Linked DNA regions of Mus musculus: region 2 is linked to region 1. A link is a contact called in public promoter capture Hi-C data. All regions are on one chromosome and are shown on one strand. Each heading gives the region's core, a stretch centred on a gene start, on an enhancer-like site or on the middle of the called end of the contact. The rest is flanking DNA. Distances are from core to core; before and after follow the strand shown.

Region 1 (3,192 bases), core at 484-2,983:
ATCTGCGATTTGGTTAGAAATTCAAACTTCACCTTGTGTTGGGGTGAAGTTTGCCCTTAACGACAGCACTGAGAAGACAGAGATGGGCAGATTTCTATGAGTTCCAGGCCAGCTAGGGATACATAATGAGACTCTTGTCTTAAAAAAAAAAAAAAAAAAAAGAAGTTCCAACTTTGAGGCCACACCCCATACTGACTCATACATGGGAAGATAGGAGAGGCTCAGCAACCTGTCTGAACAGGCCCAGAGAACTCTGGTGCTCATCAGAGAATGCAGCCCACAAGGGTGGGGATCCCAAAAGGTGCCAGCTGGAATCCCAGATCAATGTGCTCTACGTGTTTACGTTTACTGGAGAGGTGGCGGGTTGGTTAGAAGCCATTCTTTATCTATCAAAATCATTCATTTCTCAGTTCTTTAAGTATGTGCCACATGCCAGGGCCCGTTGCAAACTCCAGGGATTTAAAGGCAAAGAAAAATAACATAAAAACACTCTCAGAAGCTAGCTCCTTACAATGCAAACAGCAAAACTGGGGAGCCCATGCCTCCGCATCCAAAAACTGGAGTACTTATTGACTGGTGGATAGCATGTCCACTGTCCTCAAGACACTCCACCTTGGTTTAAAAACAACTTAGCCAAGAGTAGGGAGGCATTTCTGCACTCCGGAGACTGACACAAGAAGACTGTAAGTTCAGTTCCAGCCTGGATGACATGGTGTTATCCCAGAAATGAATGACTCAAGATGAGGGAAGTTGAATGGCTGTGATCACCCTCTCTTCCAATAATCTGTTTTAACCACAGGCCCCATTTGGGTGACCTTTACAACTGTAGCTGCATCTCTGCCTCTCATGAGCGACCCCTAACATGAAGATACTCTTGCGTACTCCACCCTGTTTCAAATTGTCATTCTCTACTACATATGTGTCACACGCTGTCACCAAAGTGGTCAACAGGCAAGGCCAAGGTGACTTCCACATTTCCTGGCAGGAAAAGGATCTCATCCCAAATTACAGCAGGACATAAGAGGAGCCCAGGCTTGTATTCTTCATGAGATAGATTGGGATGGGGGCAATGGTTCGGGGACCCGTACATAATTTGATACTGACCCTGAAGAGGGGCTAAGCAAAGGATAAGGGTCCTTTTGTCTGTATTGTTATGTAAAGTCCTGTGTAAATCAGACACAGTTTCTAAGGCAACGGCTCTGGAGCTCTCTGAGAGGCCTATGCTTGAGATTTGAGGGAGGGCTTCCTTGACATTTCTAGCCTTTCCGTGAACCTTGAAAGGGCTTGACCTTCCAACCTAAAGTGGGTGCGCTCCAGCCTCTGGTCGCCCCCTACGCTTGGGAACTAGGATTTTGACCGAAGCAGGAAGCCCACGAGTGCTGGGCCGAGAAAGTCAGAGGCTCTGAACTATACAAGGAGGCATCCCGGGGTCAAGCTTGTCACCCTACCTCCTGTGGCCCGACGGGGCGGGGAGCCACCTCTTGAATGGTCAGGGGCTGCTTCAACTCGGTGCAGAGTGCAGCTCGGTAGTGCCGGCCTTGGCCCTGCCAGGCTTGCCTGCAACAAAGAAAAGGGAGCTGGTTTTCTCAGCAGTACCCCTGGGGTCTGTAAGGGGGCCGGGGGGGGGGCGGGGGGGGGGGGAGTTGGGCTTGCACCTGCAGAGCCACACCGGAGGGAGGCAACGCGTACACAGCCTTGCTGCCATGGCCAGCTGAAGTCGCGAGGGGCGTGGCCAGCATGTGGCAGGAAGAGCTCTGGGGAGAGCGGAAAGGCGTCCCAGGACGTGCCTGCTCTGGCCGGGTGACCTGACCGGCAGGCGGAGCTCTTGTCTGTCTGTGCAGGGGACTGTCAGCCCCACACCACTTCTAGGGTTAGACCAAACAGTGTGTGCAACCCTTGATCTCTTCGCTGGTTCTGGAAAACAAAAAGGAAGCATGAGGGAAATGATTCGATCACCCCAGATTAAGAGTCTTTGAGACAGGGTCTCATTAGGTAGCTCTCACAGTGTTGACCAGGCTGGCCTAGAACATGTCATCTTCCTGCCTCTTGTTTCCTGAGTGCTGGAACTACAGGGTGTGCCTGGAAGACTATTAAATCTGTGTTTGGTAACATTTCAGTAGTAGTTCTGGGGTTCTTTCTAAGAAAGAAGTCCAAAATGCACAGGTGAATCCTTTGATGTCTACATTTGAACTGCTAGAGTTCTTGCCACTAATTTTCTCACACAGGACTAATTATGATAAAAAAAACTAAACTGTTACCAATAGTCTGGTGTTAACTGATCCTGAACAAATCCAAAGAGAATATCCAATTAAAGACAAGCCAGCTGGGCACACGCCTGTAATCCCAGGGCCCAGGAGACAGAGACAAGAAAACTGAACATTCGAATCAGCCAGAGCTACATTGTAAGACCTGTCTCCGATAAAAATAAAAATAAATTAACATGATGACACATGCCTTTAATCCCATCACTCAGAAGGCAAAGATAGGTAAATCTTGGTAAATTTGAGGCCAACTTAGTCTACATAGCCAGTTCCTGGCCAGCCAGGACTACATAGAGAAACCCTGTCTTAAAATATTAGTTAGTAAAAAAATAAATAAAAAGTCAGCCCAAAACTTAATGACTCTCATGCTCCAAAGGTTTACCCCTTGGTAAATGTGATTCAGTGATGACATAAGCCTTAGGGGCACAGGTATGCCCTAGAAGAACCAAAAATAATACTACTGTCTATATGAAATAGTATATAAAATTGCTTTGGCATTGGCAAGATAACTGAGTGGGTAAGGGTGCTTGCTATCAAGGTTGATAAGCTAAATTCAACCCCCAGACGTCACATGGTAGAAAGAGAGACCCTACTCCCAAAAATTGTCCTTTAACCTCCAAATGCTGACCTTACACATGAACCATGTACATGTATGTACACACACACACACACACACACACGTTAGTATTAGATGTAGATCTATCTGACCTATTTAAAACAGCAAGTGACTATACGCCAGCAATGTATGTGAGGTACATGCTATGCTGGAAAGAATGGAAGACTATATCATTGGATAAATAGATTTAACGACAGCATGGCATCTTTGGAAGACATCTGGCCAGAGGGTATAGGCCACAGGTTGAAATCCAGTTCTACCACCTCTTTGGCCACCTCCCTAATGGTTCTCGCCCTCAATTAACTCTTCCATAAG
Region 2 (3,178 bases), core at 392-2,891, 2.6 Mb before region 1:
GGATGGTTGCATTGCGCAACTCTGTCCTAACGCTCCGAGTGTGGGTGAGCCTGAGCAGGCAGAGCTGATGGAGCTGGAAGGGTGGTGAGCCAATGAGATGCCTGGGAGTTGCACTATCGCCTCTGGGCGGCCCCTCCTCTGCATCAGAAACTTTCGCAATATTCTAGAGACTTGAATAGCAGGTTGAATGAAAATACTCTGTCCCCTGGTTGTCATAGCTTTGTAGTGATAGGAGAAAAGCTGAAGGATCAGCCGAAACTGCGAAACAGCCTGCCTTGGGCAAGACAGGAAGTGTGCAGCTGCGCCGTGGGTCTTCCTTCTCAAGCTTCCGTTAAACAGCGCAGCTGTTCACTAACACTGAATTACTCTTTCCACAAGATGCTAGCCTCTGCCATTCAGGGTGGTGTTCCTAGCCATAGGGTGGCTATTGAGTGCTTGAAATATGGCTGGCATAATTGAGCTCTGGACTTTTAATCTAATTTAATTTTAATGAACAGAGCCACATGTGGCTAATAGTACCAGATTGGGCAGTGCCAGTCGGGAACATTTCACCATCTTGTTTCTGTTGGCCCGCACTCTAGGTAAGCATTGTTGGGAAAGGAATCAAGAGCATCCAAGTCATTTCATTTTCTAACTAGGGCAAAGTTGTGGTTGACTTAGAAAAAGGATAAATGTGCTTATATAAATACATGCACATAGACACAGGTATCTGTGTCCCTTGGTCCTTTGTTTCTTAGCACCAGATTAACCCAAAGGTTATTTCTTCCTTTTCCTATGAAAGACATGGACTTCAGTGGAGAAATGTTTTCTAAGTGTCGCCAGGGAACATCAGTATGTTTTCTGCAGCCGTTGTTGCTCAGTTCAGCTTCCAAAGTCGCCTGCTTTGCGTAGAAGGGAGAGATGCCACATTTCTGGTCCTCAGACCTGAGATTCTAGGAGGCCAGGGACCAGGCAGGAAGAGCCTCTGCTTCTGTCAATTCTGTGTGAGAATAATATCTCAGCGGTAAGCCAGTGACTCAATCCAACGTGCGAGGAGGATTTCATTTTCAAAACATTTATTTAAATAAACTTTTATATGTATTTGAATTTTACAGAAAACAAAACACTGACAAATACTGTACAGCTTCGATCATTCATATGAGCGATTCATTTCTTGAAAAAGTGACTGGCTTTTCTTTACATCTTCCTGTTCTTTTTCCTCTTCCCAAGAAATCAAAAAAAGTCTATTGGACACTGGATAAAGACCCCTCTGACTGTTTCTGAGTGTGACTAAGGCAGGCCAGAAGTCCAGTGTGGGTGGGGACAACCCCAATGCCCAAGTCCATGCCAGTTGAGAAGGTCTCTTCTTTATGCATCTTCTTTTCAAATTTTCGAAAAAGATTTATTTTATGTGTATGAGTGGTTTGCCTGCATGTATACATGTGTACCACATGCATGTCTGGTACTTGGGTCTTCTACAGAAGCAACAAGTGCTCTTAACTGCTGAGCCATTCCTCCAGCCCCCTGGGGCCTCTTAGGTTCTTCATGAACTTACTGTCCCCAGATGGATCAGGTAGGCACAAGTCCCAAGCACCTTACCCTAGGACTGTATCCGTGGCAACTCTGGAATAGACCAAGGGAAACAGTGTCTGTAGAGTCATAAAGGAATGAATTGGCATGATGCAAGGAGAAGCAGTAATATGAGAAGAATTGTCAGGGTGAGGCAGGGCGACAGGGCACCAAGCAATACTTTGGGCTTCTGCTCTCTGGTGTCTATGGGAGGGCCTATCACTTCATGGGCCCTGTATCATCCTAAGTGCTCTATCAAGGCTGTCGGAGAGTCTGCGACAGGAAGAGGTGATCCAGTCACGGTTGGGATTCCAGGATATAGAAGCAACTGGGAACTGCCTTTCTGGATGGTTTATGTCAGGAACTGGCTCAAGTCTATTTGGTTAGAAAGCAGTAGGTACACTTGTGTCCAGAGTCAGGGGCTTTGTTATGGCAATCAGGGACAACTGACTGCTGTCTTAATTCAAACTGGCAGCCAGTTGTCACGGAAACCGTGTAATTTGTATGGTCCCTGATTCCGGCGATCCATCCTTGCAGACTGTTATCTGACATCCCATTTCTGCTGTGTCTTCACCTCTACCCCCAAGTCTTCTGTCTTAGGGCAACTGAGAGAAGTGGGAAGAGCATCTGGTGGGTACCAATTGGCAGAGAAGGGGAGAAGACTGGTCATTCTGTGACATGCGGAGGACAGCCAGGTAATCCACAACCAGCTCCCTATGTGACAAGGGGGCAGAGAATCAGGAAGTGTTGCTTTGGTCAAAGAGGCCTGAGGGTGGAAGGCTTGAGTGCCTAGTGGCATTGAGGTGATGTAGGATGAGCGGGTGAAATGTGACTGTCTGCTAGAAGGCCCAGGTAGCCACCATTAGGTAGCTACCCTCCAAGGGCCTGGAGCACATCGGGAGTAGACATGAGTACCAGGTGGCCCAGCTGAGCAAGTAGAGTACAACTTTACATTCATACAGTCTCATCAATTTTGGGAATTTTTTTCTTGCTGCTGTAATGTCATAATTTGGCTATGTCATTAATTAGACAGTGATTTTTCTACTGTCTATAATGGTCTCCATGGGGACAATATTTATAGAGCTCCCCAGTAGATGTGCAAATGAGCCGTTGGAGTATAATCGCTTCCAAGCTGGGAATTCTCTGCCTTTGTAACATGGCCACAATACAATCAAAATGCCAAGCAATTTGTTTTCTTTGACTGGGGAGGAAAGGCTCTCTTCCACTCAGAAAGTGGCATGGCTTCAGGTACCACAGGGCACATATGTCAATCAACCCTGGTCTCAATGCCTTGCCTCACCTTCTGTAGCAGTTAATGGCGTGTCTTAAAAGAGTAGGTCACTCAGGTTGAATTGTGAGGTATTACAAGTTATCCTTAGCATCATTGCATATCCATCCACAGTTATGAGTACCTACTGTGTACAAGACATTTGCCTGAGCATCAACATAAATAGCAACAGATACCTTTATAGTTTTATCTTTCATTTAAACTATGGCTTCTACCTCCCACTGGCAATACATTATGCACTGCTACCAACACAGGATTGCTTCTGGTATGTGTTGTGTTGTGTATGCGTGTGCATGTGCAAGTGTATGTGTGCATGTGTGATGGTTATGAGACTGGACTTGG

Evidence for each region. Promoter capture Hi-C pulls out the DNA fragments that hold promoters and counts their contacts.
Region 2: a contact with region 1 is called in a promoter capture Hi-C map of pre-B cells, with 2.5 times the contacts expected there. The contact joins the promoter of 4930562F07Rik here to the promoter of Cryzl2 in region 1. A contact is called at or near these places in 2 of 39 promoter capture datasets (cranial neural crest and pre-B cells).

The regions. Positions count from the first base shown.
Region 1 is chr1:157,457,109-157,460,300 of GRCm38.p6, reverse strand. Cryzl2 (crystallin zeta like 2) reads right to left here and starts at 1,733. Exons shown (of 10, transcript NM_001033284.2): 1 at 1,656-1,733; 2 at 1,449-1,557. The coding sequence starts at 1,705.
Region 2 is chr1:160,076,448-160,079,625 of GRCm38.p6, reverse strand. It overlaps 4930562F07Rik (RIKEN cDNA 4930562F07 gene), which reads left to right and starts at 1,641. Exons shown (of 3, transcript NR_038031.1): 1 at 1,641-1,697; 2 at 2,136-2,243. It overlaps 4930523C07Rik (RIKEN cDNA 4930523C07 gene), which reads right to left. Exons shown (of 3, transcript NM_001162896.1): 3 at 1,039-3,178.